Linked DNA regions of Anser cygnoides: region 1 is linked to region 2. The links are chromatin contacts, called in public Hi-C maps. All regions are on one chromosome and are shown on one strand. The core of a region is the stretch at or near the end of the contact, and the rest is flanking DNA. Distances in the headings are between cores, read along the strand shown. Region 1 has its middle 62 kb from the start of ACVR2B. Region 2 overlaps ACVR2B (activin A receptor type 2B).

Region 1 (5,637 bases), core at 129-2,628, 120 kb before region 2:
TCCTTTGGGACCTGACCTCTTGAATTCTCTTTGTGCTTCCAATGGCAGACCCTTCCTGCAGCAGATTTTATTTTGCCCTGAAAGCAAAGTACATGACAGCAAAAGGTAGAAGAAAAGGGAGAGTTATGTACTGGGGGGCAAAGCTGGGACTGGTGCAAGTGGCAGTCAAGGGGTGTTGGGATGAAAAATACAGCTGGAGTTTTCAGAGGTGGCCAGGGAGCAGAGTTTCCTGAAAAGTCAGTTGGAGAGCTGTTCCTCTGACTCAACCCCAGCCAAAATCTATGAATCCTTCCTCGTTCAGGGGCAGCCACCATCGCGTGGGCTAGCTGGGGCAATAGGCGAGTCCCTGTGCTCTGCAACACGCGCCTCTGCTCCTGGGAAAACCAGGGAAAACAAAGAGCAACATTACCATAAGGTAAAAAACTCTTCGGTGGGGGAGGGATATTTAGTGCTGGTTCTTGTGATCTTTACCATCTGTAGAACAGATGGAGCTTCATTATGAGGAAGGGAACACCTTGAGAAGCATTATAATCTCACACCAGCCCGGAGAGAAGCAAAACCTGACTGTAGTCGAGATCTCTCTCAGGGAGGATTTTGGCTTGTGTTTACGAAGGTTTAGGGAGCAGGGAAAAGAGGCTAATGAATCGTCGGCCAAAAAAAACGCAGCCATTAATTTCGTTAGCATCTGAGACAAGAAGAGCAGGAAAGGCTTTATTTAGTTCTCTGTCTGAAATAGCAGAGTGTATATATATATTTGTTAATCCTGAGAAGCCAGCCTCATACTTGCATCTCAGAGCTGGAGTTAGCTGGGTGGTTTTTGTTTGCAGGGTTTGATGCAAACACTTTTATTTTTGTTTGTTTAACCTTTGTGCCTTCACCCTTGGTCTGCCCTTTGGAGCATCTCTGAATCTGGCATTCTCGCAAATCCCAAACTTGGAGCAAATCTCAGCTCTGCCCTCTGCGTTCTTCCTGCACTGGCATGCAAATAACCAGAAGACCACAAGATTCATCCAGCTTGTGAGCAGTGGATGCAGCACAGAGCTACAGGGAGGCTGTGCAGGCATTCCTGCCTCACGTGGCCGGGAGGGATCCTGCTGCAACAAGCCCTAGAGCAGGGGGCCAGCAGCCCCTAACCCCCTGGCAAGTCTACACCTGGCTTCTGCACCGCAAAGCCATAAATCAGCTGCCAGCCCCTTGTTCCACCACCCTCCTGACACGGCACAGCTGAGCTTTAAGTGTGAAATGAAATCCAGGTGAGCTGGAGGGCTGCAGACACAACGGTGCGAGCCTCCAGATCCTTAGTGGTGATGAAATAAAGCTCTGGGAGAGCAGCCTTTGCCCTTGATGATTTCCTAAAATTCCTTTCTGCTGGTTCCCATGGTTCTGAACCCCTAAACTGCAGCAGCTCAAATAACTCAGCATGTTCTTGTTGCCCTTGCAATGCTCATCGTGTTTATCTGCTGGAGCTCTGAGAGGTTGTATGAAACACTCTGGTCCGCTAGATACAGAGCATGGGACTGGGCATCAGGAGCCCAGCTGTGGTCTTTCTCCAGCTTCTCCATGCAGCTTTGTTCCTTACCACTCTTCACTGTTTTGCGTCTTCCTCCGTGTTTACGCAGTGCCTAACACAACAGGGCTCGGGGCTCAGCCGAGCCTCTAGGAAGCAGCACCACAATGCAATAAAGACATGCTCCTTTGGAAACTCTACCACCTTCGTGAATCGCTGCGAGCTTGGTTCTGATCCAAGCAACCTTATCCACAAAGTACAGAGAGAACCTGTCATGGTGTGAAATACTGAACTCTGCCTCTATTTGGAGGAAAGCCACAATTTATCAAACTGAACACCACTAGGAGCAGATCCGTCTGCCTACCTAAATCTTCCTTTCTAGCTAATAGCTAGGCTGGGAGTTTTGTCTTATATATATGTTTAATTATTTTTTTTTTTAAAAACCGAGATGATCATTTATTCAAAGCATAATGACTGCAATAGATGGGACTCGTAACAGATTCAGAATTAACATAATGATATTTGATAATAATCATAACATTTCATAATATTGATTGCTGGAGAGAACTGACAGCAAAAGAATGTACCAGCTGTCTGTACGTGTAACATCTCTCAGCTTTTTAAATTTTTGTCTCCCGAAGAAAGGTATAGGTTGTGAACTTTATTTATTAATTAATTTATTAATTTATTTACTTATTTATATATTTGGGTTTGTTCGTTTGTAGAGTGTGGAAAGAATGATGGCAAAAATGCAAATATTAAAGAAGAAATTCCTAAGAAGGAAGAGACCTTAAAATCACGATCAGATATATTTTCTGGCCTCGCTGTCTCCTGTCTGTCCAGGCACCAACTCTCTGAAGAGAAAGACCTGATCCAGACTCTCTTAGATGTGCGTTGGGGTCCCACACGCTCCAGGAACCTGTGCTCAACCTCATGTTGGGTGGTGCCTGTGGCTGTGACATTGACTTCAAGAAGGGACTGCGCCCTAATCCTGAAGCCAAGAGGAGTGGCATAACTTGTGTTAAACCCTCTTATTTTCTCTCTTTTCTCCCCCTAGCCTCAGGGTGGCCGTGTCCAAGCTGCCTCCCATCCATAGCCAGGAGCAGGAAGCCCTGAGCTGTGCCTGGGGGAGAGCCAGCGAGCACCAGCCAAAAGCCACCCCGGGGTCTGGGCTCCCAGTGCAGCTGCGTGGGTCACTGCAGGGCGCTGCATGAACCCGGGACTTTAATTATGGGCTCACATGGAGCTCACAGTCCAAATTCAGTGATGTATTTAGTCCTTTGCTGGGCAGAACCACTGCGATGGTAGGGTGGCTTTTTCAGTGGCTGGATGTTTTGAACTTCTTCATTTTTACCATGGATCCCTGGAGATGCCAGGCAGGGATTTAAGTTTTCAGGTGCTCTGCAGCTTCTGAAAACCTACGTGTGTCAAGAGGAACATTCAAAATCAGTAGTCATATCAGCTAGCATCGGCTGGAGAACCTGAAGTGTTTCCTGAGACTATGCAAGTTTGAAGAAGAGAAATCAGCCTAGCTCTCTTGAATCTTATTCCAGCTCTTTAATTATAAAATCTTACTGTTGGCGAGCTTCTTTTGACCACTCAAAGGAGAATGAATTGCTAAATTTGTACTGTGGGGAAATTTGTATTGTGGGAAATTATTGCCACTCCTACCACAACTTAGAGGTACAAGTGCTTCTAAGTGCTGAGAAACAGCACACAGGGGCTGCAAGCAGAGATTTACGTGTATCAGAGAGCTCCCTTGAGCTCTCTGACCCCTTTTTCAACACTTACCTATGCATTAAGCTATATGGCAACCCTTGAAATTTTGGGTGTGGAATTAGTTATGCTTATGCAGTGTAACGATGTTGTAGCAACATCTGTGGCTGGCATTTTCTACCCTCCAATGGAGCTTAACACCAATGTGAATCAGGGCAGAGAAGCATTATCTGGGAGAAAGAGGGAGGAGAAAGGAGGGAGAGAGAGTCTGTTGACTTAAGAATCCTCCCAAAGAGCATGGGATAAGAAAATAAGGAGGCTGGTGGAACAGTCAGTCCCTGTTTGGCTGGCTGGCTGCAGACTGAAAAGATCAAATATTTACCGGTGCTCCCAGTGCAGGAGAATTGCTGGATCTCTAGCTGATTGGAAGCAAAGCGATTCTGAGTGCTGTTAAAATAACTTAATGCTTAATGCATAATGCAGTTTTTCAGCCCATACTCTGGTATTCAGCTAGACCCGTGCTGAAAACTGTTTGTCACCATAATAATTTCCTCCTTGGAGGAAGGTGAGCTGGGGAAGAAAATATACATTGGGGTTGGGGAAATGAGTGATTTTGTTAGGAAAAAGATCCCCTGATGTAAATGGAAAAAGATCATAGAATCATGGAACCGTTAGGGTTGGAAAAGCCCTTCAAGATCACCTGGTCCAACCGTCCCCCTACCACCAATGTAACCACTAAACCATGTCCCTAAGCACCACGTCCAACCTTTCCTTGAACACCCCCAGGGACGGTGACGCCACCACCTCCCTGGGCAACCCGTCCCAATGCCTGACTGCTCTTTCTGAGAAGAAAGGAACTTCCCAGAGGAGGGTTCCTGTGTCACTGGCATTGCCATCCCCCTGTAGCAGCAGGAGCTACACAACGGACAGAGCCACCCACCACCCATCCTCTGCCTGGTCCCGCTGCAGTTTTCTCAGTGCTGCCATCTTCTCCTCCACTAAGACTCAGATATAGGCACAGGCAAGCAGCCCACATGAAAATGAATTAGAGGATGCCGGAGAGCCAAATCACTGCTCCAAGCAAGGGCATTTGTTTTAGGGACACCTGGGTGAGGAGATGACAGCAGTACCGAGGTACCAGCCCTGTGAGCTGTGACCCGTGCATAATGCAGGAGATGTGACATGTCTGCAGATCTTCTTGCTAACAAACAGAGAAGCAAGAGGAAGTAATAAAAGGCACACCCTGAATTTCAGAAATGCTAAGATCCTCCTGTTTAATGACTTCAGCTGGATTTGCAAATGTTCGGCACCTCTACAGCATCAAGATTTGCTTCTTGGTGTGATGGATACAAAACCAGCAGGACTGCATCTAGCATTAAGGGTGAAAGGAGAATGAAGTTCAAAAGACACATGTGCTTTAGCTTGGTGTTCTCTGGCCTTATAAAGCCTTGGTGAAATCCTGAATCTTTCACCTAATGTTGATTCGTCCTTGCTCTAGGAAAACATCCTCTTATTGCAGTGCCTGAGTTGCCAGAGGAAATTCTTAAGGATTTGTCTGATAATGAAAAGATGATCGGAATGGCTCTGTAAAAAGCCTAAAATGGTGAGAAAGTAGCAGCAGAGTGGTTTGAGAATAATACATTTGCTTCTCTGTGTGTATAGCTCCACTGCATCTTTTGTGTAAATTCTCAGCATTCCTGGAAAAGAAGAATATCAACCAAAGGTGGCATTTCCAGGAAACTCTTTGAAAAGAATCATCCTCATATTCATTCACTGGAGACTGCCAATATACTGGTGTGCGAAATTGTAAAGCCTTTTGAGAAAGCAATTGAATTAAAGTTTACAGTTGTTGATCTGTGAGATAGGGAATTTTCCCAAACATATTGTGCTATAATCCCCACCTCCTCTTTTTCCCGTTAGTTCAAAAGTTGCTGCTAAAGTTGGTAATTTTAAGTGCTTGATAAAATTGATGATTTTAAAGTAATTAGTCTGCCCTACATAATTTCTATTAGAAACTAGAGTTGAATTTTTTCCTAAACACAAGAAATGAAAAATGTTGGGCAGAAATTCTTAAAATGTTAATCAGTGATCATATACCAACATCTAATGCAGTGATTTTTTTTCAGGTGCTGAAAGGTGTGAAGTAGTGTATTAAACATTTCCTCTGGTTACTTTTTTGTGGATCCAGTAATCCAATAATTGATTTGATGGTGGTAGAATATAAAAATGGAGGGTTTATAAATCAGAAAGAGAAGGGTTTTCTTCTCTGCAGCAAATTGCTCCACGCTTAAATTCCTATAGCAGATCATCAAGTCAGGGTCCCTGCTAATGAGCTGCAGCCCACAGTTTTTCATGCAGTGTACTTTTAAGTCCCATGTGTTTCATTTCTCTTGAGGGACTATGCAAGATCCAGG
Region 2 (5,921 bases), core at 2,004-4,503:
TACCCTGAGCTTGTGACTTGTCCTGAGGTGTATCTGCATGTTGTCCTGGCCAAAACTCAGTTTTGGTGACGAGGGGCGAACTAACGCAGCATCCATCCATCGACTGGCGAATGTGAAATGTGAAATACCATTTGTAACAGCACCTGCCACTGGCATTTAGTTCCGGCTAAATAAATAAAAAAATAAAATGTGAAAGGTGAAGGAGATTGCATTTAAAATATGGGAATGATTTATCTGCATTTCACAGTATACGGCGAGATCAGCCCTCCCAGTGCTCTGAGCACTAGACTACTAATGGCTTTTGTTTGGCCAGCGACTCTCAATCTAAGTATGCTATAAATGAAATTGAGAACGGGCGTTTGTGGTCAGGAATGTTTTAATGTTAATGAAAAAGGAGCATGGTTTTTATTAGGGCGAAGGTAAAGCGGGGTCTGGCTTTGGAGCATCCATAGCAGCCAGCAACCTGGCAGATTTTTTTTGCTTTGGGGAGAAATCCCGCAAACTGGGGCTTGCTTCTGTCTAAATTGCCATGACGATCTGCCTGGTGTTACTCACAGACATGGACAGCCTCCTTGCTTGGGCTCTGTCCCGTTAGAAAATGCTGTTGTGTCACTGCGTGGTAGTGCCTGGGCTCCTGCTGTTCCGATGTCCTTCCAGGTAGGCTTTGTCTCGTGGCCACACATCACTGCAGCCACCATTTCAAGGGCAGTATCTCTTTCTCGAGGACTGTGTCTCTCTCTCACCCTCTGCACCTCTCATCCTCTTGAAGCAGAGCGGTTGTGTGGCTGAGGGTGTAAATGCATCCTCATCCTTACCATCGCTAATGATGGAGGAGGTTTGTTCTGGTTGGGAAAAGAAAAAAAAAAAAAAAGAAGATTGCTCATCTACTCCCATCCCTTTCTGTTCCTTTCTCTTACCTTGCTCCTGCATGCAGGTGGGACGTGGTTTGGGTTTGGGACACAGGAGTGGTGGCTGCAGAGGGAATGAATGAGCCCTACCCCATGAAATAGCCACGTGGAAAGCACCAAAGCTGTGGTTAGGTCTCCTTCAGCTCATGGGCAGTGCACCAGGGAGGGATGTGTCTGCTCTGCTGGAGCCACCTGTGGCACAGCCCTCCTTCGTAATTCAGCCTGGTTGGCACCTGGTTCATGACCACACCATGCCCCCACGGCTGGGGTAACCGTGGCACTGCACGAGGCCAGCTGGAAGAGGTGCTCTGGGATGAAATGAAGCATGTTTCTACCTGAGCCACCTGCCTTAATCCCCTGAATGTTTCACTTCGGAGGGCAGGATGCGTATTTCTCACTTTCTTTCTGATAAGTATGTTTTAAAAGCAGGGCTAAACTTCAACCTGCCAAACTTACTCCATCCCCTGGTCAACCTGAGTTAGAGAGATGCTGCCGTGAGCAGGGTTTGTGGCGTGTTTGTGTGCTTGGAAGACTCTTCTTGATCCCCAGCCACAGGCTGACCATTCGGGGAAGCGTTCAGCTGCCCGAAGGAGTCACCCAGCAGCTTACTGCGACGGCCTTTAGATTTTGCAGACGTTGAGGTTGTCGAGGCAGCTGTGATGCACTAATTGAGCCCTCTGCAGTGCGTGGACAGCGGGACTGTATCCTTGGATTCCTGACTCTTTTCTGCGGGGTGCTCTTCGGGCTTAACATCCCTTCCCAGATAACAGTCTGCTTAAGCCCCTCAGATCGCTTAGCATTCAGCAGAGCTGCAAACAGCACGGTTGGCTGAGGAGAGAAATGATACTCGGCGCATCGGTTCCAAATCCGCCGGGGATACCCGGGATGTGGCAGCGGCGGCTGCTACCGAGGCGAAGCTCTGCTGAAGGAATTGGGACCAAGAAATCTGGCTGCGGTGAAATCTAATATCCACGCTGGCGTTTGAGTTGAAAACCGTCTGCTCGAGCTCTCCTGCTATTCCAGCCAGATAAGGCGGTGTGCTTCCAAGAGGAACCGTGCAGAAGTTGTGTCATGCATCTGTAAATGGGGAATGGAAATAAGGTCGGGAGGTAGAAATCTTGCACCTTAGGGAAATGGGGGTGAAGATGGGAGAGTTTCATGGGGAGAAGGTACCTGGGAGGCACATCTGGCTGCTGTATAGAACTTCTGTGAAAAAATATGTCAATTCCTCATCTCCTACTGAGGATGCACTGAGTTTGGGATTCCTGCTGTGCCCCAGAAATCATATTGCAGCTTCATTGGGCTTTACTGTGCATTGAAATGCACGAGAAAGAGTCACTTGCTTTCTAGCACTGCTGTGACACGCTCTGTTCCCCCTGTCCCTTAGGCAGATAGTTTGCGAGGCGGGATTTCCCCAAAGCACTCGGTATTGACTCAGCCCTGCAAGGGGAGATATCTGCCGAGGGCCTCGCGAAACCCCTCCTGGAACTGCTCGGGTCTGGGGGGACTTGCACATGTGCTTTGATCGGGCTGCCTGCTGCTCTTTGAAACCAAGATTTTGTGTGCAGCAGATAGCTGGGATTCCTGGAGGCTTCGTACCTCAGTTCTACAGCAGCTCTTCGTCTGTCTTCCCTCTATAGCGACAATGGCTAGAAGTGAAAGACCCTGATCCAAAGCCTCTTGGGCGCCTTCATTTTGGGCTTCTTCTTTTTTTTTTGTCTTTAGGGACCTTCTGTTTTTATGCCAGAAAGTTGCAGCCAGCATCCCTGGAGCTGGGAGTGGGGTTTCCCACGCGGATAAGCTCTGGGAAGCAGCTTTCTGGTTTTCCCAGCACCAAAACACTGGGTGCAGTTGGGTGCTTGCACGCTCGAAGCTGGTGACCTGAAATGTTCTGTGTGGTTTGTTGTGATGCCTGGAAATGCGGCAGGGTGAGTCACAGAGAGAGCCTTAACCCAGGGAAACAGCGCTCTTAGAAGTGTTGGGAAGACTCGGGGGAAAAAAAAAAAAGCCCAAGGGCTGTGTACTTTGTTTTTAATTAGCTCTGGCCTTAATTTAGCTTGTCCTAGCTATACAAGGTAGCCTCAAGTGATGTGCTCGATGCATCTCAGCGGGAGCACCACCGCTGCACGGGGACCTGGCTGCGTGAGCTGCAGTGCCACCGCTGCAGCGAGCTTCGCACAGCCCCACATCTCAGCAGTGACCTGCGAGTGCTTCCCCTCTCCCCATCCCACCTCGGTTTTGTTTTCTGGAAAGGGAAACCCGAGCACGTATGTGACAGAAAGCGTTGTTGCCAGAAACTCTGAATGCTGCGCTGGGAAATGCTCTTTGGACTGCTGTTGTAACGCTCTCGCTCAGCACACCCTGTGTTTGCCTACCCGGTTTAAAGTGTTACCAGTTCCTGCATACAGAAACTATTTGCAGGAATTCATTAGCTTTCCTGCTCTTGAGCTCTGCAGCTTTTAAGCAGTAGCTGCTAACGATTTGGTCAGATGTGCTGTTGAAAATAAAATGCGATATAAATGTAATGTGTAATAGCTACTCCTAAATGGCTGCGCCAATGTGGATATTCCTAATCTGGAGCAGAGATTAATTTTTAATCTGTTTTTGTGTCATTGCAATGTATCCAGGAGGCTAAATTGGAAAAAGAAATGTTATTCCAGGATAAGCGTGTTTGCTAGCAGATATATGGGAGAACCGTGCCTGAACAGCTCTGCTGCAATCGCCCCGTGCGTGCACAAAGCACCGAGCGATTGCAACCAGCAGTCGTGGGCTGCAGTTTGAAGAGGGAGCCCATGATGTAGAAAATCCCTCGCAGGTGATGTGTCAGTCACGCCTGAGGACCAGGAGGGAGGGATAACAGCACCTTTGCTTCCCAGTCGAGGGCGAGCAGCCTGCAAAACTCTCAAGGCACTCCGGCCTTGCTGGAGCAGAAATGCCATGTGCGGCTGTGGGGCTCCTCCGGCTACCGTGTCCCCGACTTTGAAGCAATGCAGGATGCCACATTTTGCTTTTCAAAATAGAAAATCTGCCTTTTTTTTTTATTTCTACACTTCTTCTTTTTCCCTTGTTTTTTTCCTTCTCGTGGGGGGGTTGTGATGGTGTACTTCAGCTATTTCTACACCCAGGCTGGGAATTACCCAAACTAAGACTTACAATATTTTCCTCTTAGCCCTGTAGGGTGGCTCAAAGCCTGGGTGCTAAACAGCACCCATCCCAGCACCCACTGCAGTGGTCATAGAGCTGGCTCTGGATGTGGTGGGAATGAGGTGAAACTTCCCTTGGCTTTTTGGGTTTTCGTATAAATTGCTTCTGCAAGTTGGAAGAAGCCCTACAAGGTTGTTTCATGGGTCACTCAAAACCACAACCCCCTTCATTGCTGCAAAAGAGAGCAGTTACCCAGGCTTTCCTGCCCTGGAAGGGGAGGATTTCAGGTGTCCATCCATCTCGACATCACTGGTGGGGAACAAGCAGAACTGGAGGAGGTAGAAGGGAAGAGCAGAGGGAGGACAGGACCAGGGCTGCAGCTGAAGTCCTTGGTGGGGGTAGCAGTGAAGTCCTGCAGGATCCTAGGTTACTGGAGTCATTACAGCCCTGTGACATCTCCTGGCCATAAGGGAACAGCTCATTTTATCTTAGCAAAACCAGCTGGGTGGTTTCACTGAGAACTGGGCTTGGTGGCACAGTGGTGGTGGTGGCCCACCAGGCGTATTCCTTATTTCAATACTATGCTCTACAATACACATCCAACAGAAATCCTTGCTTTTCATCTAGCCCCAACATCATCTGCACTAAAACGACTGGTGATCAATGTGACTTTCCCCTGAATTCAAGGAAATCTCAGCAGAAGGCTGCAGCCCAACTGGAAACAGCAGCAAATGCTCTCTCCCTGATGGGGAAAGAGTCTCTTCCTTCCCCGTTAAAAAAAAAATTAATAGTCCTGAAATAGTCCTTTGTACTAATGGTCAGAAATACCTTGAACATCTCAGGAGTCTCCTCAAGTGTTTTCCAAAAGCCTTGTTCAGGATGCAGAGCCCACTTTATTCTAGATCAAGAAAATTTCTCATTGTTGGGAACATTGCTGTGATAGCGCATCGGTCAGGGTGGGAGAGAGCTCCAGGCATAGTGGCTTCATCCATCCCTGGAGGTATTCAAGAGACCCATGGACATGGCATTAAGGACATGGTTTAGTGATGGCAATCAGTAGGTCAGGCTGCTGGTTGGACTTGGTGATCTTGAAGGCCTTTTCCAACCCAGGGGATTCTGTGACTCTGATTGTAGGATCTCATATCAAACCTGGCAGCGGGTTTACCTGCTTGGTTTAATGCATGCTGTGCCTCAACCAGGTCACTCTCTTCTGCTATCAGCTCTCCCCACCGAAGGTGGGAAGGAGAAACTCGGCGTGAGACCCCATCTGCACCGAGGAAAGGGTGGGGACCATGCTGCCCCATAACCTTCGGGAGCTCCCACATCCCAAGTTTGACAGCAGGTACCTGCTTCTGTGCCAGAACCACGGAGGGCATGCACACGTGCAGCTTTACGAAGAATTTGGGCTGAGCTTCTATAATGTTGAAGCTGCTGGAGACGAGAGGATTTGAAGAAAAGTGGAGATGTTGAGGTGAAGGCAGTGTGCTGGTCTGAGTGTGGTGGGAACTGGCTCTGGAGCATTACGGAGGGCGGGCTGAGATTTCGGGAGGCCAGAAGGCAAACGAAAAGTGAAGCTAAAAGTTCTTCCTCAGAGGTGTTTGCTTAAACAAGCAAAATAAAATAAAATCTCTTGGAAGCAGCTTTTCGCTAGTGCATACCCGAAAGGTTTGACAATTCAAAGGCAAAAAAAGAAAATGCTAAAAAAAAGAAACTAAAACTGTTTGAATGGCAAGAGGCTTAGAAGAAGGGCCATCGGCATGTGCGGTGTGCTCTGAAATTGCTTAGCAGGGAATATTGAATTGGGGGGGGGTGAAGAAATGGAGGGAGAGACTAATTATATATAATCTTAAAATGAATTAGGTGATATAA

What was found. Hi-C and Micro-C count contacts between places; a contact is called where the count stands out from the background.
Region 1: a Hi-C map of liver shows a contact between it and region 2, with 2.0 times the contacts expected there. The contact joins two enhancer-like sites. A contact is called at or near these places in 2 of 7 Hi-C or Micro-C datasets (both in liver).

Annotation. Positions count from the first base shown.
Region 1 is chr2:6,759,207-6,764,843 of Taihu_goose_T2T_genome, reverse strand. No RefSeq gene overlaps it. Among named protein-coding and RNA genes, the nearest start is that of ACVR2B, 62 kb to the right of the region's middle. Within about 2 kb of position 1,378, at least 1 of the 3 cell types and tissues checked has open chromatin away from gene starts, as enhancers often do. A contact at or near this core is called in liver, where this site is marked.
Region 2 is chr2:6,642,818-6,648,738 of Taihu_goose_T2T_genome, reverse strand. The region is part of intron 1 of ACVR2B (activin A receptor type 2B); the gene reads left to right. Among named protein-coding and RNA genes, the nearest start is that of EXOG, 47 kb to the right of the region's middle. Within about 2 kb of position 3,253, at least 2 of the 3 cell types and tissues checked have open chromatin away from gene starts, as enhancers often do. A contact at or near this core is called in liver, where this site is marked.